2 separate regions of the Mus musculus genome follow, and region 2 is linked to region 1. The links are chromatin contacts, called in public HiChIP or PLAC-seq maps. All regions are on one chromosome and are shown on one strand. The core of a region is the stretch at or near the end of the contact, and the rest is flanking DNA. Distances in the headings are between cores, read along the strand shown.

Region 1 (3,935 bases), core at 767-3,266:
CACCCACCCCCCCACTCCCACCTCCCCACTCTGGCATTCCCCTACACTGGGGCATCGAGCCTTCACAGGACCAAGGGCCTATCCTCCCATTGATGCCCGACAAGGCCATCCTCTGCTACATATATGGCTAGAGCCAGAGAGACCCTGTCCTCAAAAGGCAAGGTGGGAAAAAAAAAAAAAGGCAAGGTGGATGGCACCTGATGAATGACACTGGAAGGTCAACTTTGGCTTGGCTTCCATGAATACACACACACACACACACACTCTCTCTCTCTCTCTCTCTCTCTCTGTGTCCAAGGAGAGAGCAGAACAAAGAGTCATTTTATCTATGTACCTCATGGCCACATTTCTCTCCATTACTTACTAGACAGATAGATAACATAACCATTTATTTTGTTCGGTTAATCTCACTCCTGGTTAGCTTCAACACGGGGCTCATCTCTTAGACTGTGCTACTGGTGACCTGACACACCCTTTCTTCCATTCTCCAAAATCTTTCTAGCTTTTAAACCAGGGTTCCAGTCCGATTCTCCTGTGGAGGAACCTTAATGGCATCTCACTTCTGTCTTATTATCCCGTATCATGGTATATAAGCAGACAGACAGCCATTCTCCCCCCTTACATCCGAATCACTGGATCTGAACTCCCCTATTAAGTACTAAATTATATTCTACACCAAGAGTTGGGAAACTATGAAAGCCAAACAAATCCTGGCCCACTGCCTGTTTTTGTATGGCCTGCAAGCTAAGAATAATGCTTACACTTTTAAATGACTGGAAAAGATCAGAAGAAGAGTAATATTTATGGTATGCTTCAATTATATAAAATTCAGATTTTAGTGACCCCCCTCATTGTCCAATAAAGTTTAATTGAAACGCAACCACACCATTCATTTATGAACTGCCTGTAGCCGTGGCGCTACAACAAAGCTGATAGCGACAACACAGAATATATGGCTCACAGTAACTAAAATATTTACTATCTGGCCCTGCACAGATGAAATTTGCCAATCTGAATCTTTGTTCTGCACTCTCTGCCGACTCTATCATGCACATGAATCCTGCCTCTCAAATTCACTTGAAATCTACTTGAAGCCAGGAACATTGTCATATGCTTCTTTTGTCTCTCTGGCACCTGACTCCATGTAGGACAGTTATGAATTATTTCTTCAGCAAATTTTGACATGTCAAGTACAGGATTTTAAGAAATGAATCTGACTTCATAGTGCAGAATGAGTTAGAAAGAAGTATAATAGCAGCTTACGTGCACTAATTTAGGCTTTGGGGGATGGGGCGTTATAAGGCCTGACTACGTGCAGTTGAGATAGAGTGGTAGAACCAGGAACCGGGAAAGAGATCCAGTTAGGTGACTCAAGACAGAAGGGAGAAGATAGGAGATTTTAATCTGGCAGGTGAAACTCTGGTATTCCGAGGACTTAGCCTCACCCAATCCAGAAAGAAGCAGATAACTGAGACCAACAAGCCCCTAGGGACAAAGTAGGGTTGGGCAGAGTCATCAGCCATCTGGACGCCCACAAGGCAAGCAATTAAGCCCCAGTGACCAGAGGAGTCAGCCATCTGCAATTAGGACATAGGCCTTAGTCAATCTGGGGCTTCAGGGAAGAGTTAAGAGAATCAAACTGTCAGTGAACTGGTCTTCTGAAAACCAGAACCAACCAGCTGTTGAACTTTGAGCTCAACTCAGCATAGAGACACTGATGTGCCACATCCTTCAGGACCAAGTTGGAGCGTAGCTACCTAGCTACTTCTGCTGAAGACCAGAGACAGCAGTGGTACACGGTCCATGTGGCAGCGCGCCTGAATCACTGGATTTAAATTGCAACATTGTTGCAGCCTTCAAAGGAGATGCTGGGCAGCCCCTCCCCATTCCCCAAACCATCAGTGCCAGGAAGGCAAAAGGTTAGCGTTAGCTGTTCAAGTAGATGAGACTTGGCAAAGCGGCCCAGAGGCTAAAAGGGTTGTCTCATACTGCAGCCAGTCAGCCCCGCCTCCTCTGACCACATCCCTTAGAGTTCACCTCTATAGGCAAAGTGCTTCTCTCACCAAGCACCCACACCCTACACGCCCATTGCCCACCGGCATGAAACTTTGTTCTAATGGTATGAAAGCAAGCTCAGTGTGTGCTCAGTTGTCATGCATGGTTCACAGTTGATCCACATGGTGGGTAATTACCCCACCTTCCCACTGCCCAGGTGTTCTCCCTTGGGACAGTAGCTACTGACATACTGGGCACATAAGAAAAGACAGGTGTGCCTGAGAGATGGCACTTTCAATCCTACTTGATTTCAATTAATTCAACATTATAAAATAATCCTGCTCGGCAAGATAGTGCATACCTTTAATCTCACCACTGGGAAGTAAGGTAGGTGGATCACTGAGTTCTAAGTCAGCCAATGCTACCGTGTCTCAAAAGCAAACAGAGCAAAACCCCTTATTCTGAGGGTGGATGGAAATCTTTTGAGCATGATTACAAAATCCTTGGCTAGAGTAAATAAATGCTAGGAAATGCACATCAAGATGGAATGGGGTATCCTAATTGAGTTATGCTGTAAGTATAAAATACATACCTTCTCTCAAAGACTGTCAAAAATTCAATATATCACAAATAATCATTGAAATGTGATATGTTGAATTTAATGGAGTAAGAGAAACAGTAATAAAATCAATTGTTTAACTTGCTTTGATACTTTTTCATTTTTATTTTATTTTTTTACTTATTCTACTTATTCACTTTACATCCCATCCACTGCTTTCTCCCTCTCTCCTTTTCCTTTGAGCAGGTGGGGTCCCCCCTGGGTGGGTATCCCTCCCACTTTAGCACTTCAAGTCTCTGCAAGGCGAGATGCTTCCTTTCCCATTGAGACCAAACACAGCAGTCCAGCTAAAAGAACATATCCCACAGACAGTCAGCAGCTTTGGGGATAGTCTCCTTTCCAGCTGTTTGGGACCTACACGAAGACCAAACAGTGCATCTGCCACATATGTGCTGGGAGGCCTAGGTCCAGCCTGTGTATGATTTTTGGTTGGTGGTTTAGTTTCTGAGAGCCCTAAGGATCCAGGTTAGTTGATTCTGTTGGTGTTCCTGTGGAGTTCCTATCCCCTTATGGGCTGTAATCCTTCCTCCTATTCTTAAAAAAAAGTAATAATTAATTAATTAATAATGATGCAGAAAAGGAAACTGCTTACTTTTTAAAAAAATAGTCTCTCTCCATATATATATATATGTGTGTGTGTGTGTGTATGTGTGTGTGTGTGTATAATCACTGGCCTGGAACTCACTAGGTATTCTAAGGCTGGCTATGAAGTCCCAGAGATCTGCAATCCTCTACCTCCTGAGTGCTATGATCAAAGGTATAAGCCACTACACCTGGCTTACTTTGTTTTTTTCATATGGCTACTGAAAGGTTCGAAGCTGCCCATTTGGCTTGCCCTGCATTTCTATCGGACAGCTCTTTCCTTTTTTTTTTTTTTTTTTGGACAGGGTTTCTCTGTGCAGTCCTGGCTGTCCTGGAACTCACTCTGTAGACCAGGCTGGCCTCGAACTCAGAAATCCACCTGCCTCTGCCTCCCAAATGCTGGGATTACAGGCACGCACCACCACTGCCCGGTGAACAGCTCTTTCCTACTGTGTCCCCAGCTCCCACTAGTGCTAACAGACTGGGTAATTCAAACTTCAGCACCTTCCTCTCCTAGCTCCTCCTCTCTCCATACTAGCTTCCCCACGGTGATATCTTTCTCAGTCCTGAGTTTTATTGTCTGTATTTTGTTTTGTGTGCTGCAACAAGATCTCCTTGTGTATCCCAGACTGGCCCAGAACTCACTATGTAGCTCAATTTCACCTTGAAATCAAGGTGAAGCTAGAAATATAAACCTCTGCCTCCCAAGTAATAAGATTATAGACAGATGTTTGGCCCT
Region 2 (3,935 bases), core at 708-3,207, 340 kb after region 1:
TCTCAAGAAATTATTAAACTACTATTTGGTTAAAGAGGGAGGAGGTAGTCCACAAGGGTACTTTCACCCAAAGACTCAAGCACAGATGGGTCTTGGTAAAGGGTTTGGTCAGTTTCCTTTGCTTGATTCATGCTGCAGAGCACCAACACCCTGGACCACACATGCATTTTGAAGAAATGGCAGTTTGCTGAACTGTCCACACACTCAGCAACTACCTGGGCTAGAGCTTTCATTTTATTTATTTATTTATTTTAACTATTTAAATGTTTGAATTATCATTGATATTTGAAATCCAAAGTTAATCAGTGACTATTTGTTGATCCCTTCCTAGATACTAATCCATCAATCCATCAGATAGCAGAACTGTTGCTAAGTTGAGGATCTCAGTTTGATCACCAGACCAATTAAGAAGTGCCTTTTGATGAATAGCAGAAAGGCCTTCCTTGTTATGTCCTGCTGGTTTGCCTGACCCAGGAGAGCCAGAACAAGAGCTCTGTAGAACTGATCACTTGCCTACTAACATCAGCTGATTCACAAAGACCAACCCAAGCTTGGAAATATGCTATAGTTGGACATGGTGTTACACCCATGCATCTCAGCACCCAGGAGGCTGAGTTTGTGAGTTTGAGTCCAGCCTGAGTAATATAGCATGACAATGTGATGAGAGAGAGAGAGAGAGAGAGAGAGAGAGAGAGAGAGAGACAGAGACAGAGACAGAGACACAGAGAGAGACACAGAAAGAGACAGAGAGACAGAGAGACAGAGAGACAGAGAGAGAGACAGAGAGAGAGAGAGACACAGAGAGAGACACAGAGAGAGATTGAAGGCAAGGAGTGGTCAGCTTAAGCCAAATTATGGGAGAGTAAACCACTTAATGCAAAGTTCCTCTGGGTAAGGAATTTAACAGAAGGCTCCTCTAGTGCCCACTATCCACTCACCACCCCCTCCCCTGCCAGGATCATGTCCTTACTTCCTCACACTGCAAAAAGAAAAGGAGGCACATGAAATGTCAGGGCTGAGAGCACTTTGAGAAACCCTATTCTAAAACTTACATATCCTCTTCATCATAAGACAGCCATGTCTCTGGCTTATCTAAACCAAGCATAATTCCAGCATTTTTATAAACATTTTTCTACAATAAATATTATCTACTCTTCCAGAACCTACGTACTCTAAGACATGTGGCCATGCATAGTGTTGACCATAATAGAAAACCTTTTTGGTGTTATCAAGCTGAGCTCAACTTCTGACAGGGAAATCAAAATACCATTACTTCTGGCATTTATACATTTATATAAGTGGATTGAAAAATAGTTAGAATTCATTTAGCTATGACTACCCTTTTGTGTCAGAGGTGACTATCCACTCAACAATGCCAGGCTTGCCTTGCACAGTGCCACTGTGGCTGAGAAGTGTCTCTACAGAGAAATACCCCAAAGCCGTACAGTTGGGTGCCTGATCATGGGAATGATATACCCAATAGAATGTAAAGTAAACAAAATTGTCTTGAGCCACTTCTAAGCCAAGTGTCTTTATTCCTGACAGGTCCTGGAGACAATCTTTAGGGAGAGGTGGCAGTATTGCACAGAAGCACCTTCAGTCTGGAACACACGAGTTGGACTGTCATGAGGGAGAAAAGCAATTCTGTCATTTGTGGGCACTCTGCACAGCAACCTAGGTGTCGGCGAGCTTTCCCTGTCTCTCAAAATAATACAGCTTTGAAGAAAATATGATGGAACAGCATTCCAGAAAAGAACAGGCTGATCTTTAGAAAGTCTTGAAGAAGACTGGTAGCAGATCTCTCTGAGAAGATGTGCTGGTTGACAGTTGTGCTAAGTCTGCTGTGTTAAGACCTCAGAAAGGGCTTTTCAAAAGGCGAGGGCATCAAGCTCACACTTCCTGAAGCAGGAAGAAATTCAGCACACCTGTGGACAACAACTACTTGATAAAAGTGTGCAAAACAAACAAGGTGGAACACTCTGAGCTGAGAACAGAGAAAGGTCACAGAGACTCTGTGGTGAGGAGCTGGGGTGCTACTACAGCTAAGACAGGGAGCCACTGGTATCTTAAGATGGGTAAAGATGAAGAATGGAGATCCCTAGTTTAGACAGAACACTGTTGTGTGGGAAACGGCTTACCCTATGGCAGAGCTGAAATGGAGTTTACTCTGAGAACAAAATCTTTTCATGCCTCTGTTTTCCTTAGCCCAGTTCTGAGCCCGCTGTTCTGGCTCATGCTTTCCTAGCCTTGGGTAATATTTTCTGTTCCTCCTTTCTTCCCCTCCCAGAACTTACATCTATTTTAGTTTGACTAGAATGCATTTCCTCCAATGGCTTTTTAAAATTTATTTTATTTCCCCACTCTCTATCTCTCCCTCCTCCCTTTTTTCTACCCTTCTTCATCCATTTAATCCCCCCCCACCCACAGTATCTCTTACTTCCAGGCCTTCACACACAGTATTTTCCTCTGTCTTGGTCTTGTATAGTCCCATTTGTTACTCCAGTTTCAGCTTAGCTAGCAATTCATGTTAAAAGCTTTCGTCTCTTTCATAAGAACGAGTAGGACATTCTATTCAATGTATCCAGAGGCTGTAGAGCACTGAGGCTTATTGTGTTATGATTTTCTATCTATTAGAATGTAAACTGCACATCAGCAATTCATTCCTATAGAGTCCACCACATATACAGACATTTAATAAATAGTAATTGGATGAATACAGACCAATACTGAGTCAAAAGGACTTTCTTAAGGTTACAAAAGGACCCATCACCTGGAGGGCAAGAAGAAATGCATTTGAAATGGGATAAGAATGAATGGAGGAGGTTGCTAAAATGGTCTCATGTCATGTGCTCCAACCTCACTGGTTGCTGGTAGACAAGCATATCTAACTTATTTCAGCGGAATGTTGGACTCACCATTGCTTCAAAGAGGAACCCGCTTCATAAACTGGAGAGAAGTACATAAGTATTAAGTGATCTTTTAATCATCCAGCAACATAATATTGCTATTATTATAGACACTTGTGATGGACTCATTTTTCTGTCTGATAGGGGAAAACAGCTTGGGAATTTTCTTAAATATGCAGACATTCTTGTCTGGCAAATGTTTGGTGATAAAGGTCACTGTGAACTTATCGAGAAGCTCTGCGGGACAGAAGCAGCGTTTATTTATGTGTATTTATGTGCTTATTTACTGATGGCTTTGCTGAGGAAAGCTATATTGTCAAGTGCTCTAATTAAGAAATAATAATGTAATTGATTTTTTATGGATTATCTTCAATTGAGTCCCTTCACAACAGCAAACTCTCATTGACTACCCGGGATAATTGATGGCTTCTCGGCACAATGCCCTTGGCTGATTGCAGAGCCGTTGACACAATGCACAACAACAATCATGAGTGAGCTTGGTACTCACAGTGGTGACCCCTAGAAAGGCAGGAAGCTGAAGTGGGAAGGATGCTATCATTTCAATGAGTGACACAGGTCGAGGGTTGTTTTTTTTTGTTGTTGGTTTTTTTTTTGTTTGTTTGTTTTTGTATTTTTTTTTTTAATGAGAGGGTTGAGCTAAACCAGGAGTTTAGGAAATAGTGAGAAAAATGCAACAAAACCACTTAATCACATGTGCAACTTATGTGTCATGAGACATATATTTAAAACAGGCCCAAGTGGTAACTATAGTTGAAGTGAGTATGGGAAATACAAACTTGGATTCAGATCTCTACCACTGACCTCAGAATAGCTCAAGGATTCCCTTCATAGTGTGCTCTAAGGTACATCTTCAGGTTCCAGCATGTAGAGTTAAGTAGTATGTTGGCAAGGACCACCAATCTCAACTTGGAGTAATGTGCTTCAAAACATATCCTACTATGGTCAATTCTGAGTATCAAACTTTGGTGAAATTTGAGGCATCTTCTGTTTATTAATTTGCTTATTGCA

What was found. HiChIP or PLAC-seq counts read pairs in DNA pulled down with a chosen protein or histone mark.
Region 2: a contact with region 1 is called in an H3K27ac HiChIP or PLAC-seq map of double positive thymocytes, with 6 times the contacts expected there. The contact joins two enhancer-like sites.

Annotation. Positions count from the first base shown.
Region 1 is chr17:51,874,640-51,878,574 of GRCm38.p6, forward strand. No RefSeq gene overlaps it. Among named protein-coding and RNA genes, the nearest start is that of Gm20098, 6.1 kb to the right of the region's middle. Within about 2 kb of position 2,017, at least 44 of the 459 cell types and tissues checked have an H3K27ac peak or open chromatin away from gene starts, as enhancers often do. A contact at or near this core is called in double positive thymocytes, where this site is marked.
Region 2 is chr17:52,211,189-52,215,123 of GRCm38.p6, forward strand. No RefSeq gene overlaps it. Among named protein-coding and RNA genes, the nearest start is that of Gm19585, 64 kb to the left of the region's middle. Within about 2 kb of position 1,958, at least 12 of the 459 cell types and tissues checked have an H3K27ac peak or open chromatin away from gene starts, as enhancers often do. A contact at or near this core is called in double positive thymocytes, where this site is marked.